2 separate regions of the Mus musculus genome follow, and region 2 is linked to region 1. The links are chromatin contacts, called in public Hi-C maps. All regions are on one chromosome and are shown on one strand. The core of a region is the stretch at or near the end of the contact, and the rest is flanking DNA. Distances in the headings are between cores, read along the strand shown.

Region 1 (6,401 bases), core at 3,672-6,171:
CTCTGAACCTCTTTTCTTATGTGACCATGTTGGTCACATCACCTTCCTCTGCTCTTTACTGCTTGTGTCTTTAATTGCCTTGTAGAGGATGGGTAGCCAAGTCTAGCTCATTAGAGCTACCAAGGATGAGGCTTTGACCCTAGCAACTGGCTAAAGAAGGATCAATATCTTCTCTAGAAATCTCTTACGTGGACCTCTGTGCAAGCTGCTCTCTTACAATGTTTCTCCCTTCAAAACTTGTTTTATTCTGTTTTTCCCTGGGCCAAACAGTTTCTAAAGCCAGAGCCTGCCAGGAAGTCTCAGGTCACATAAAAGTGAGTACTTGTTCTAATGCAATCTTACCTTGTTATCGAATTGGTTAAGTTGCCAGCTCTTTGTATTTCATAAACTATTGTTTGGCTTATGTATGATTTAATCTAAAGTTTTGCTTATGTATGATTTAAATGTGGGACTTGTTTACTCCACTTAGGGATCTGTTCACAGGACCACAGGTTCGGTCTTAGATTATGAATATTTCCATCGAAGTCGATCCTGTAACATTCTGAGAAACTGTTAAAAGCCACACCCTGTCCTAGCTGCTTTCAAACATACTCTCACCCGAGTTCCCATTAATTGGGACCATGTTTCCTCTTAATTAGTTATACTGCATCCTGTCTAGCAAATTGCCTCTCATATGGGAAGGTAATGATGATATCTTTTATTAAGTGATGGGTATGGAGGGTGATATATCTTATGAAAGCAAAACTACCCACACTGAGCACTGAAGCAACGCTACAGAACTTATTTCCTAGCATTGAGAAAGCAATGAGAGAGAGAGAGAGAGAGAGAGAGAGAGAGAGAGAGAGAGAGAGAGAGAGAGAGAGAGAGAGAGAGAGAAAGGAGAAGGAGGAGGAGGAGGAGGGGAGTGGAGGAGGAGGAGGGTGGAGAAGGAGGAGGAGGGTGGAGAAGGAGGAGGAAGAAGAAGGAGGAGGGGAGGGGAGGGGAGGGGAGGAGAAATAAATGTCCCTGTCAGTGGAGATTGCTGTGAAGATCCCTGGGACACTGTTTTTTTCTGACATGAGAAGGGCCAATGGAAGACCTCAGCCTTCACTATGTTTTAGACTCCTTGCTGTGTTAAGCAAAGATGGAGAGAAGACTGAGCAGAGCCACAGGACCGAATTCCACAGGGACCAGACACTTTCAGAACCTCTGCCTGCCTCCGGCAACTTAATGAGAAATAGTTCTTAAATCCTTCCTAGGCAGGGTTATTTATATTTTGTCCACCTATCAACGTGCCTGTGTCTTTCATCTGTTTGTCTCCCTCTGTGTCTCTGTCTCCTTCGTGTCTTATTCTCTACCCACACACCCGCCCCCACCCCCACCCCGCCCCCCATGAATCTGTAAAAGACTCATCTTGGCTTTGGGCTGCAGTCCCATCAATCCCAAGCTCAGCAGGCAGGCTCCAGGCCTGTCTCCTTCCAAGCGGAAGCCTTTCCCGCAAGGCTGACTCTGCAGGAGGGCTGCACACTGCTGGAAGCACAGGTTCTCAGACCTTGAGGGGGAAGGGTGTTGGCTCCACCATGGCTGGAGGACAAGATTCCACAGCGTCTAAACAGCACACAGCCCGTCCTGGAGAGCTGAGGCCTGCTGTGTGGAGTTGGCGCTCTGCACCTTTGAACAGGGGTTTTGGCTCCGCCTGTCTGCAGACATTGAAACCTATGATTGATGACCAGGACCCGGGTACCAGAAAGTGATGCGTGCTGTTAATGTGGTCTCTGGGGAAACTGGTGCCAATTCAATTAAGTCAGGGGAGAATGAGCTGCTGTTCCACACCTGAGCTTGAGGGGGAGAAAGACACAGAGTCTGCTAAAGACATCGTTCCCAGCAAAGACGGTTGCTGAGCAAATTAGAGACACAGCAACATTTGGTGATGACATATAACATATATTTAGGAGAAGAAAGTTTTAAAAACATGAAACCCATATATAGAGGGGAAAGAATAAACCTGTAGATATTGATCAAAATCTGGCCACGTGCTCTGAAAAATGTATAGATTTTTTTAAAAAGCACAGAAATAGGGAATGAGTTTCATTTCCAAAATGTGTGTGTGCGTGTATGTGTGTGTGTGTGTGTGTGTGTGTGTGTGTGTGTGTGTGTGTGTGTGTGTGTTGGAGGGGGTTCTTATATATACTTCTGTTTTTAAAGATTAGTTTATTATTTGCTTTAATTATCTCTGGTGTGTGTGTGTGTGTGTGTGTGTGTGTGAGAGAGAGAGAGAGAGAGAGAGAGAGAAAGAGAAAGAGAGAGAGAATGGGTGTGTTCACTGATTTCCAGATTCCCTGGAGCTGGCTGGAATTCTAATTGTAGTTGGTTCATCTGGAAGAGTAACCATAGTTCTTAATCACCAAGCCATCTTCCGAGCCTCTGTATATCATTTTAAAAGAATTGTATTCCAGATAATTCAATAAATAGATAACAGGCGACCATAGTAGAACAGCTTGCAGTGGAATGAGAAAGCTGGGATCAGAGACTGGAGAAGAAACAGTGCTGGTTCCCCAACACTGTCCAACCACTCCCGCTTCTCTGAGGCTCTTCAGTTCCTTTAAGTGTGAATAAGGAAGTAGTAGTGTCTTACAGTTTAGGGAAAAGCCCAGGCATTAGCAGTCCTAACAGGCCTCCCAGGAATTCAATGCAGCTACAGATAAAGGTTTTCAAGGTAAGTTCATCTTCAAGTTCAAGTTCAAGTTCAAGATAAGTTTAAACAGAAGAATCTGGATGAGAGGCAAGCATTGATTAAACATAATTAAACAGGCCCGCTCAGGATGTGCCTGGGTGGTCTTAGATCTGGCTCTGTGAGGAGGTGGTCCTAAGGAGACTTTGTCATGCCTTTACTCAATAGAAGGACTCATTCTCCTCTCTACACAATAGTGACTCTTGTTACAGGGCGCTGCCTCCCATGCATGGAGAATTGTCCTGATGTAGGAGATGGTGAGTCCTCCAAAGTTCCACTCTTCCTGGAATCCAGGATAACTGTCTGTCTACAGTGATGACTTATCTTGGTGCTTTCAGCTCCAACGTGGGATGAGCTAGGTCAGCCGGACAGGCTTGCCTTCATGACTACTATGCCTGTGTAGGATCACACAGAGGAACAGACACCGAGTGAAAGGCAGGGGTGGTGCCAGGATTTCTCCCGCTTCTAGTTACTAAATGAAGTGGAGGTTTCACAGTTGTAACACTCCTTGCCTTGCTACATTGTGGATTGTTATGAAACATTAATGCTGTGACCACAGGAGTGAAGGAGTACCGGGTGGGCCCACAACAAGGTGTCCCCCTGAGAAATCACACCATGTGACAGGCAGACCTGATGTAAGGACATTTGGGGAGTGGGAGGAGACCTGAAAAAGGGTTACAGGCAGAGAAAGGGAGAGCAGAGAAAGAGAGGGTGGTCAGAAATACTGGGAACAGGAGAGAGGATGACAGGGGAGAGGTGAGAGAAAGAGAAGGGACAGGGGAGAGGGGAGAGGGCAGAGGGGGCTGGGGTAGCAAACACTCCTCTTTATAGGCTGCCACACCCTGGCAGTTAATGGTGGCAGGTGATGATGCAAGCCATTGCTAGGTCACTCACTATTGGGAGGAGCCTAGAGGAATTGTCTGTAAGCAAACAAGTTCTCTGGCCAAGCAGAGGCAGGGAGGGAGCAGAAGGCATACATCAATGCTAAGTATCTCCCATATATGCTCTATCTCCCATATATGCTCTATCTCCCATATATGCTCTATCTCCCAGATATGCTCTATCTCCCAGATATGCTCTATCTCCCAGATATGCTCTATCTCCCAGATATGCTCTATCTCCCATATATGCTCTATCTCCCATATATGCTCTATCTCCCATATATGCTCTATCTCCCATATATGCTCTATCTCCCACATATGCTCTATCTCCCATATATGCTGTCTGCCTTAATTTTTAAGACAGTCCCTCTCACGGAACCTGGAGTTTGGTTAGGCTGGCTGCCAGCAGGCTTTGGGGATCCACCCGTGTCCCTTCCCAACACTGGGACTGCAGGCACACATCTCCATGTGTTCCAGTTCCTGCTGCTTCCCCAGGAAGCATGTTACTAATGGAGCCATCACCCTGCCCTCCCCCTGGAAAGCACGTTAAGTTACAGTCAATGGGGAGAGGACCTGATCTCAGAGCGGACAGCTTCGATTTGCTGGGGGCTCTGACACCTCTCTGATGCCCAGTTTCCTGTTCTGTGATAGAGAATTACAGCATTGGTAGGGAAGTGTCCTGTTCATTTCGGAATCTGTGCATTCTTATACTTTCACCAGGTATAAATGAAGGTGACAATCATTCGAAAACATCAGAAATTCTAAGTCTTTCTATATTTCCTGATGTTAATCAGCAAGCTTATTTTCCCGAGGAGAAAGAAGAAAAAGAAAAACAAACAAGCAAGCAAGCAAACAAAAACCTACAGCTTTTTCCCAGTCTCTGCCCGCCCTCATTCTGCTGTGTCCAGGCAAAGGATTATTGTTATTTTTTTCTTTTCGCTGTCTCTGTATGTTATTAAATACATGCCAAATTCAAATTGGCATTTCTAAAAGCAGAAAGAAAAAGAAAAGAAAGAAGGGGGAGGAAGGAAAAAAAAAGGTTCAGAAATGCAGACTCTGAGATATAAGACCTTTATGCAAACATAAAATATTAATACACTGAAAAACTCAAAATGCTTCAGTCCCCAGGGGAGAAAATAGCTTGTTTTTAGATGCTCAACCCAGGGCCTACTGTTGTAAGACTGCAAACGCTAGGCAGTGGAGTCTAAGTGTCCCTTTCTGTGTGACAGCAGGAAGCTAGGTCATTTGGAGCAGGCAGGGAATGAGCAGCTTTTCCCACGTTTGTACAGAACTAGCTCCCATCTCATGGCCCCAAGGTAAAGCTAATTATAACATATGGAGGACTCGGCCACTGAGCGAGCGCTACAGGCCTCTGGTTACTGTGACAACCATAAACCTTCATCTGCTCTCCCTTGTCACCATTTTTATTTATGTTGCCAAATTACACTCCTCGAAACACTGTGGCAATTTGCTCTCCCAAAAAGTAGAGGAATGAAGAACCCACAACCGGAATACAGGTCATTATTTTTTTCCTCCAAGTAGAGAACATGGAACAGAACTAAAGAAAACGGAAAATGCTCATCTTCCATGAGCAGTCAGGGAGCAGGATTCGATCTCTTTCCTAAAGCCTTATTTTAAATGACAGTATAATACTTTGTTTCGTGGATATGCTTAAACCAAAAAACCCCCACAATTCTCTACTGCTGAGAACTAAGTTCTTTCAGAACTAAATCCTTTAGTTCTTCATAAGCTTCTAAAAGGGAAAGAGTTTGGGATGTTGGTTCTGCAAAAAACGATTGCTAATGTGCGGACAAAGGTCCCCTTCCAGAAAGGCTATGGCACCTCCTGTTGGGGGAGAGCTGCCTAGGATATCTGGTAGTGAGGGCCTGAGAGTATAGTGTGACAAGAAGAGAGGTTTTCTAGGGCCAGACATTGGAATGCAAGGAGCCCAAGGCCATGACATTCACTGGGTGCATTCTTTTACTGCAAATATTTATATGTGTTTCTTTTTCCGCTAAAGGCAGCTTGGAATTTCTATTCAACCAAATCCATCCACCCTTTCCTTCTTAGAATATTTTTCCTGTCCCCTGCACTACTCTGTCCTTCCTTCCAGCATACTCTGTGGTCAGTGAGATATTCAAAGTGCTTTCCTCCCTGTTCCTTTTCTTGGCTCCTTTCTGCTTTTTCCCTGCTTCTCTCTCTCTCTCTCTCTCTCTCTCTCTCTCTCTCTCTCTCTCTCTCTCTCTCTCTCTCTCTTTTTCTCTCCCCCTCTTATTTTTTAATAGTAATTACAAAACCAATTCACTGACTAATACCTAATATCTGGCTCTGGAAAGCCTCATTTTTCTCTGGGCAGAATGGTTGTGTCCTTGTAAAACTCTCCCTCACAAGCCTGACCACAAGCGTATTATAGGTGGGGGCTCTGGGAGGTGACTAGATACCACTGTGCTTTCACGAATGGGCTGCTGCCCCCATTGATCAGACTTGGGAGCTTTGTGCCCTTTCATTTAGTAGGAAGGATCAACGAAGTGCTGCACAGGAGGAAATGCCCCCCAAATCTCCTGGTGCCTTGATGTTGACTTCATGTCTGTCGGGTTTCTGAACAAGAAATATCTATGATTTATAGTTTGCTCAGGGTGATGGATTTTTTTTTTCTAACAGCTTGAGATGAACAATATGTATCCTCTAAGGCAACAGTTCCTACACATGAATTTATTTTTACTCCCCATTCTGCCACACCAATTTCTACCTATAATCTGCACTGATACCAGATAGAGCTAGGGTTTGGAAACACGGCTTATTTGTGTTTT
Region 2 (6,492 bases), core at 257-2,756, 570 kb after region 1:
TTAATGTTCTCATTTTCATTTAAAAACAGTCTTAAGGGAGGTGCCCAAGAATCAGTGGAGGTGATCTTAGCTGTGATTCACACCATTGGGGATATGGAACCTGAAGAAGCCACCTCCTGTATCCAGAGAGGAACCCCAGTGGAGCGATAAGAGACACCAACCCACCCACAAAACTTTCAACCCAAAATTTAACCTGTCTATAGGAAATGCAGGCACGCAGGAGGGAACAGAGAGTGAGGGAATGGCTAACCAGTAACCAGCCCAACTTGAGATCGATCCCATGGGCTAGCACCAATCCTTAACACTATTAATGCTACTCTGTTATGGTAACAGATAGGAACATGTGAGGCTCCACCCAGCAGCTAACTCAGACAGAGACACCCATAGCCAAACAGTGGACAGAGCTTGGGAACTCTTATGGAAGAAAAGGAGGAAAGATTGTAAGCCTCAAAGGGGATAGGAACTCCACAGGAAGACCAACAGAGTCAACTAACCTGGACTCTTGGGACTCTCAGAATCCAAACCAACAAAAGAACATACACAGGCTGGACCTAGGCTTCCCACACATACATAGCAGAACATGCAGCCTGGTTTTCATGTAGGTTCTGAACAACTAGAGCGGGGGCTATCCCAAAAGCTGTTGCCTGTGTGTGGGATATGTTCTTCTAGCTGGGCCTTCTTGTCTGGCCTTCGTGGGAGAGGAAGTGCCTAGCCTCGCAGACTTGAAGTGTCAGGGTGGGGAGGATACCAGGGGGGACCCCACCAGCAAAGAGAAGAAGGGGAGATGGGGGTGGGGGGATGATTGTGGAAATAAGTGACAGGGAGGGAGACAGTGAGTGGGATATAAAGTGAATAAGTTAAAAAATTAAATTAAATTTTAAAAAGGTCTTGTTTGTAAATTTCTTAAGTTTATTTTAATATAAATTTATTGAAGTCACTTTGGACCCAGCATATCCTTGGGTTTCACCCACTCATCAAACTGCTCTGCTGTGAGATAGCCAAGTTCAATAGCCGTTTCCTTTAAGGTTGATCCGTTCTTGTGTGCGGTCTTGGCAATCTTTGCTGCTTTGTCATACCCTGAAGGGAAGACACACAACACAAACATCAGTAGTGAAATTTTTCTAAAATAAAAAGCAACTGATACTGATGTTACAGGCCTCTTACATAACATAATCTATTTTAAAACTATAAAGTGACCATGCCAATAACTATCATGTCTTCTATAGAATACAACCTTGATTTGCTTGAGAAACAGACTTAAGCATACCTCATTTTATCCAAGATTTGTTGAAATGGACCAATAATTAAAAGAAACATTTAAAAAGAAGAAAGAGAGAGAGAGAAAGAGAGAGAGAAGAGAAGAGAAGAGAAGAGAAGAGAAGAGGCACCACAGCATAAAATCCACACTTGGCTGTGCTGTCCATTAATTATCTTTCTAAGGCAGCACTAAAACGTTCATTGCGGCAGGTTGTAGGAACAGACAGCTATGTAACCGGCGGTAACCAGTTCCCATGGTTCCCATAGCCCTGCTCTGCTCGGTGCTCCAGCACACCGGCTGCCATTCCCTGGCTTCTGCTTAGGGTTTAGGCATTACAAGGATAAGGAGGGGAGAGTTTTAGCCAACATATCTATTGGCACCAAGGAAGCCAGGCAACCCAGGCAGGACGATGCACTGTAACCCTAGCATCCAGGGGATGACAGTGAGTCTCAACCTGGGCTACACAGCAAGCCCTGCCTCAAAAAGCAAAACATCAGAGACCCTGGTTCACTTCAACAGTCATCTGCTTTTACACGACGGCTGGCACCGAGAAATTCTCAAGGTCGCTCTGACATTGAAAACTGACAGAAGGCAAAGGCAAGGACGATGACGTCAGTGACAGAGGCAAAGTAAACTTAAAAGTCAGAGGACTATGACCAAGGGGGCGGGGCCTGCTGAGGCAATGTGGTAACCAGGTGGTGCAGTGTGGTTGGAACACGTCTGGCTGCAACCACAACCAAACTGCCTGCTTCACTTTAGTCTTAGCTGAACCTATGCACGTTCACTGTGCTGGCACAGGCATGGAGTAACCGAGTCACTTGCAGAAAGAATGGTCACGTTAAACTCTTGGGTCAAACTGTCTTCTGTGCTTTTTGTGTGAATGAGGACTACAACGTAGGCGTCCCTGCCCACCACACAAACCAGTACTCAGTACGACCCTCGTGTATCACAGAGCCACTAAGAGCCCAGACCAGGCCTCACTCAGCCAGCGCGGTGGTTCTTGCCGAGATCATAAAGCACTTTTGCCAGGGACGTGGTCTTTGGGTGTCTCTGTCCTAGAGTCTAAGATGCTTCCCAGGCATCTGCTTGAACAGGGCGTCTAACCTACAAGTGTTGGCAACACAGGAAGGTCAGGTGAAGCACTTCTCTCACAAGCCTCTAGGGTTGCTTTGGACCTTCGGACTTAAATGCTGGTGTGTAACAATTTTAAATGAGTCAAATCGTTTCACCAACTCTATAAAACTAAAATAGATAGGTAGGTAGGTAGGTAGGTAGGTAGGTAGGTAGGTAGATAGATAGATAGATAGATAGATAGATAGATAGATAGATAGATAAAACCATGAATAATATCAGCCCCCCTAAGGTCAGGATTATTGAACATTCTAAAGTGTTAACTGCATCATGATACAAGATTGTATCATTACTCATTCTAAAGCAGCCCAATGCCATCTACACAGCGATGGCCTGCACAGCAGCAGACCACAGCAATGGCCTACAGCCCGTGGAAGCCAGAGCAGATGTCTTAATGGGATGGACAGTGGTGGTGGTCAGCTGCAATCTAAGTCTGCATAAAACACTTAAAATCAGGAAAAGACTAGGAACACAAAAGATAGTTTCAGAAAAACCATTTAGTTTTCTTACCTTTCCCTATAAACACCAATATATATCTTTCCCTTTTAATTTGTAACATTCTATATTTGAATTGAATAAAACAAAATCAAAATATTACATGGCATCTAGGAAGGAAGAAACAAATGAATCCATTTGCTATCATCGGTGATCAGGCAGTGCCACCTAGTGACGTTACCAACGAGGGAGGGTCTTACAGGTCACCCTCTCCAGCTGTTGGCATAAACACCAGCATCCGAGGTCCTGACTATGAAATCAGGGCTGCTGAGATGCTTTGTGTGCCCGGCTGCTCTCCAACACGACTGCTGCTGAGTTCCAGCTCACAGACCCACATGGTGGAAGGAGAGAACTGATCCATCCCTGTAAGCTCAGCTCTGACCTCCACATGCACCTCATGGGAAGACAGACAGACATAGATATCCAATACAGACACACAGATACACATAGACAGACAGACAGACACACACACACACACAGAGATTTTTTCAAAAACTTTAAAGGTTTCTTTTTTTTAAGCTTTTCAGTAACTGTTTTCAAAATGGCATTACCCTCCAAACTTACCTATATGTGGATTAAGAGCTGTGACCAACATTAAAGACTCATTCATTAGCTTGTTGATCCGCTCTGTGTTGGCCTGGATCCCGACCACACAGTTGTCTGTGAAGGACACTGAAGCATCTCCCAGTAGCCTGGCTGAGTGCAGCACATTCTTAATCTATGGGAGAGGCACGGGAAGGAGGAAAGAGAATCGTTTCTGAGCCTCGGGTCACTTTGCTTTGCTTTTGTCCAATGACATGCATTATTTGCTGTTCCATACTGGACATGTAATTCCATAACCGTACACCACTCCTACCAATCCTGCAGTATAATACCCAGAAAACAAGTGAGAAAGGGAGACTCTGAGGACACAAAGTTACAAATCTAAAAATGATTAAAGAAAAAAAAAAAAAAAGATGTGTGTGCAATTAACACAAGACAGCCCTTGGTGGATAAGTATCTCAAGACAGCCCTTGGTGAGTGACTAATATAAAACAGCCCATGGAGAACATGCTAAACGGGCAAGATTTGTTGTATCCACAATCCAGTCATCCTGCTTGTCACAGAAGCCGATAGCCAGAAGTGGATGAAGACTCCTCTATGCAAGAGAAAGCAGAGCAGAAGCTCGGAGTCCTGAGATGCGCGCTAACTTTTGGATTCTCTGGTTTTGTGGTTAACAGAACAGTCCAGTTCATTTTAAAATAACATCACATGATGTTTAAGGTCATAGAAAGCCAACTGGTACATTTAATACCTGTTTCTTTTAAGCAACACTTCCCATGTATACCTCTGTCTAAAACTCAAAAAGGTCTGGAAGAAAATAATACTTCCACCAATAGACTCTAACAGAAACTAGACGTTACAGCTTAATTTGAAATGACTCAATTGTAAATCAAATTTCATCTTGATTTTCTAATTAAAGCCAACCTTTTTTTCCTCAGTTGAGTCTACTCCCCACCCCAATGTCCATCCTTCTCTCAGGCTCTGAAGCAGTGGTTTTACTTTAAGCCATGAACGACTGTTTCCACCAAACCTTTTCTTTTCCTTCTTCATATTTATAAAGAAGGGGTAAGGTGGCATTACTTTTAAAACATAAGAAAGGATTAAAATATAGCAGAAGCAGTTGTTCTGCATCTGGACATGTCAGGCACCTGGCCTGGATGCAAAAGGATACAGATCTAAAGCTCACTCCAGCCTGTCTTTCATTGACCAATCCTAGCAGGGTATACATGCCATGAATGCAAAAACCAAAAACTTCACATTTATTGCTTTATTGTGAGCACCTAAAATTGTGTGAGCCACAGTGAAACTTAAAAAAATACACTCACAGTTATTTGGGTATTCTAATCAATTAGACTTTATACGACAAACCAGTAAGAAATAAGCCTCTAGTGTATTTCAGATAGAGCACTGTACGAATGAAGGACTTAATAGTGACACAGCTTGGCTACCTGAAGCTCAGGAACCTGCATAGAAGATGACACCATTTTGCTCCATATTTGGAATGATGAAGGAAAAAGGAGAAGTTTGGAGGACAGTTTCCAAGCCATATGCAAAAGGCAAAAAATAAATTTAAAAAAGCTTTGCTGCGGACAGGGAAAGCACTAAAGAAACAGAGAAAGGGTCAACATGGTACCCTAAGAGAATGGATGAGAAAGAAAGATGATGATGAGACAGAAGAAGGAGGAAATGATGATGGAGATGACAGAGCTCAGAGCAAGTATGTGAAGGGGCTGAGGCTGGACCAGTTATCAAACCGTAAGAGAAAGTGACAATGGGTCAGGCTTTCGCAACCAAATCTGAAGAAAGATGGCACAAAGCAACAGCCTGAGCAGGAGACAGGGCTTTAAGGAAGGTGCTAGACAGACTTGAACTGATTCTAGCTGCTGGCATCAATGGCAGCAGAAGACAAAGAAACCCCTGTCTTACTTCCACACATCTTCATTCCACCTAAAAAGCAGACTACCAAATCCCTTGAGCTGAGTAGACTAACTCCCGATATGCCAGGTTATTCCAGTAGGACTAAGATTACCTACTACACAGCTAGCTTCCGTGGAAGCTCCAGAAACCTTCAAGGAAGACAAGAGCACTGGCTATTGGTCTTCAATCAAAAACTGCTAAAAATTAAATTGAAGGCTTACCATCATTGGTTTAAACACATTCAGTTCAAAATGTCCATTGCTGCCTCCAACGGTAACAGCAACGTGATTCCCCATGACTTGGGCTGCAACCATGGTCATCGCTTCACACTGAGTAGGGTTCACCTTTCCTTTGAGAAAACCAGTGTAGAATCTCATCAAATATAATCATGGTTTCCTATATGACTTAAGACTGTTTTTATATTAGTCAAAGAATGAAATCTAATGTTTTTAAATAAAGGCATAAAATAAGGCAAAGTTGAGGCACAGGCTGCAATTTTAGTCACTTAAGAGGTGGAGGCATAAATATTCCATGTTCAAGGACTACCTGAGCTTCTGAGTCAAGGCCAGCCTAGGCAACTTAGTGAGATCTTGACTTGAAAAGTATAAAGAATTCTAGGAATACAACTTAAAGACAGAAATACTTGTCAAACATGAGGGAGGCCCTGGGTTCAATCCCCAATATCACAGACAAAAAAAAATATCAAAGAAAGGGGGACGCATAGGCACACAGATTCACTTAAGGAAAACTAATACAGGTTCCCATTGTTATGGTTTTCATTCTTGTGTATGCATTTAGGCAACCAGGCTCAAAATACATAATTAGAAAGACAAGACTCTACCCTTCAAGAGGGTGGCAGCCAAGAAAAAAGATGACAACTCCAATAAATAAGGTCTACACAGAGAAGGCCGTGCTGCTATGGGGAGATTCTACGCTGGAACGCTATTTACCGCCCACGTACCCAAGGCTCCAGCGCAGCAGAGCTCCTTAAGAAGCGCCACACACACACTGTCTCTGTAGAGAATGCACTGGACAACTGGCCCTTTGTCTGTGATGTTCTTCCATTTGTCTTTTCTTTTGGAAACATGGTTTTGCTTAGTTACCTAGTTAGGCCTGAAATATTTATATTACCCAGGTTGGCCTTGAAT

What was found. Hi-C and Micro-C count contacts between places; a contact is called where the count stands out from the background.
Region 2: a Hi-C map of cortical neurons shows a contact between it and region 1, with 3 times the contacts expected there. The contact joins two enhancer-like sites. A contact is called at or near these places in 20 of 484 Hi-C or Micro-C datasets (the N1E-115 cell line, cerebellar granule neurons, cerebellum and 13 more) and 2 of 115 datasets of contacts at active chromatin or transcription factors (astrocytes and embryonic stem cells).

Annotation. Positions count from the first base shown.
Region 1 is chr1:175,027,345-175,033,745 of GRCm38.p6, forward strand. No RefSeq gene overlaps it. Among named protein-coding and RNA genes, the nearest start is that of Grem2, 110 kb to the left of the region's middle. Within about 2 kb of position 4,922, at least 13 of the 459 cell types and tissues checked have an H3K27ac peak or open chromatin away from gene starts, as enhancers often do. A contact at or near this core is called in cortical neurons, where this site is marked.
Region 2 is chr1:175,600,490-175,606,981 of GRCm38.p6, forward strand. Fh1 (fumarate hydratase 1) reads right to left here. Exons shown (of 10, transcript NM_010209.2): 8 at 5,566-5,693; 9 at 3,449-3,602; 10 at 889-1,077. The coding sequence ends at 935. Among named protein-coding and RNA genes, the nearest start is that of Fh1, 22 kb to the right of the region's middle. Within about 2 kb of position 1,507, at least 12 of the 459 cell types and tissues checked have an H3K27ac peak or open chromatin away from gene starts, as enhancers often do. A contact at or near this core is called in cortical neurons, where this site is marked.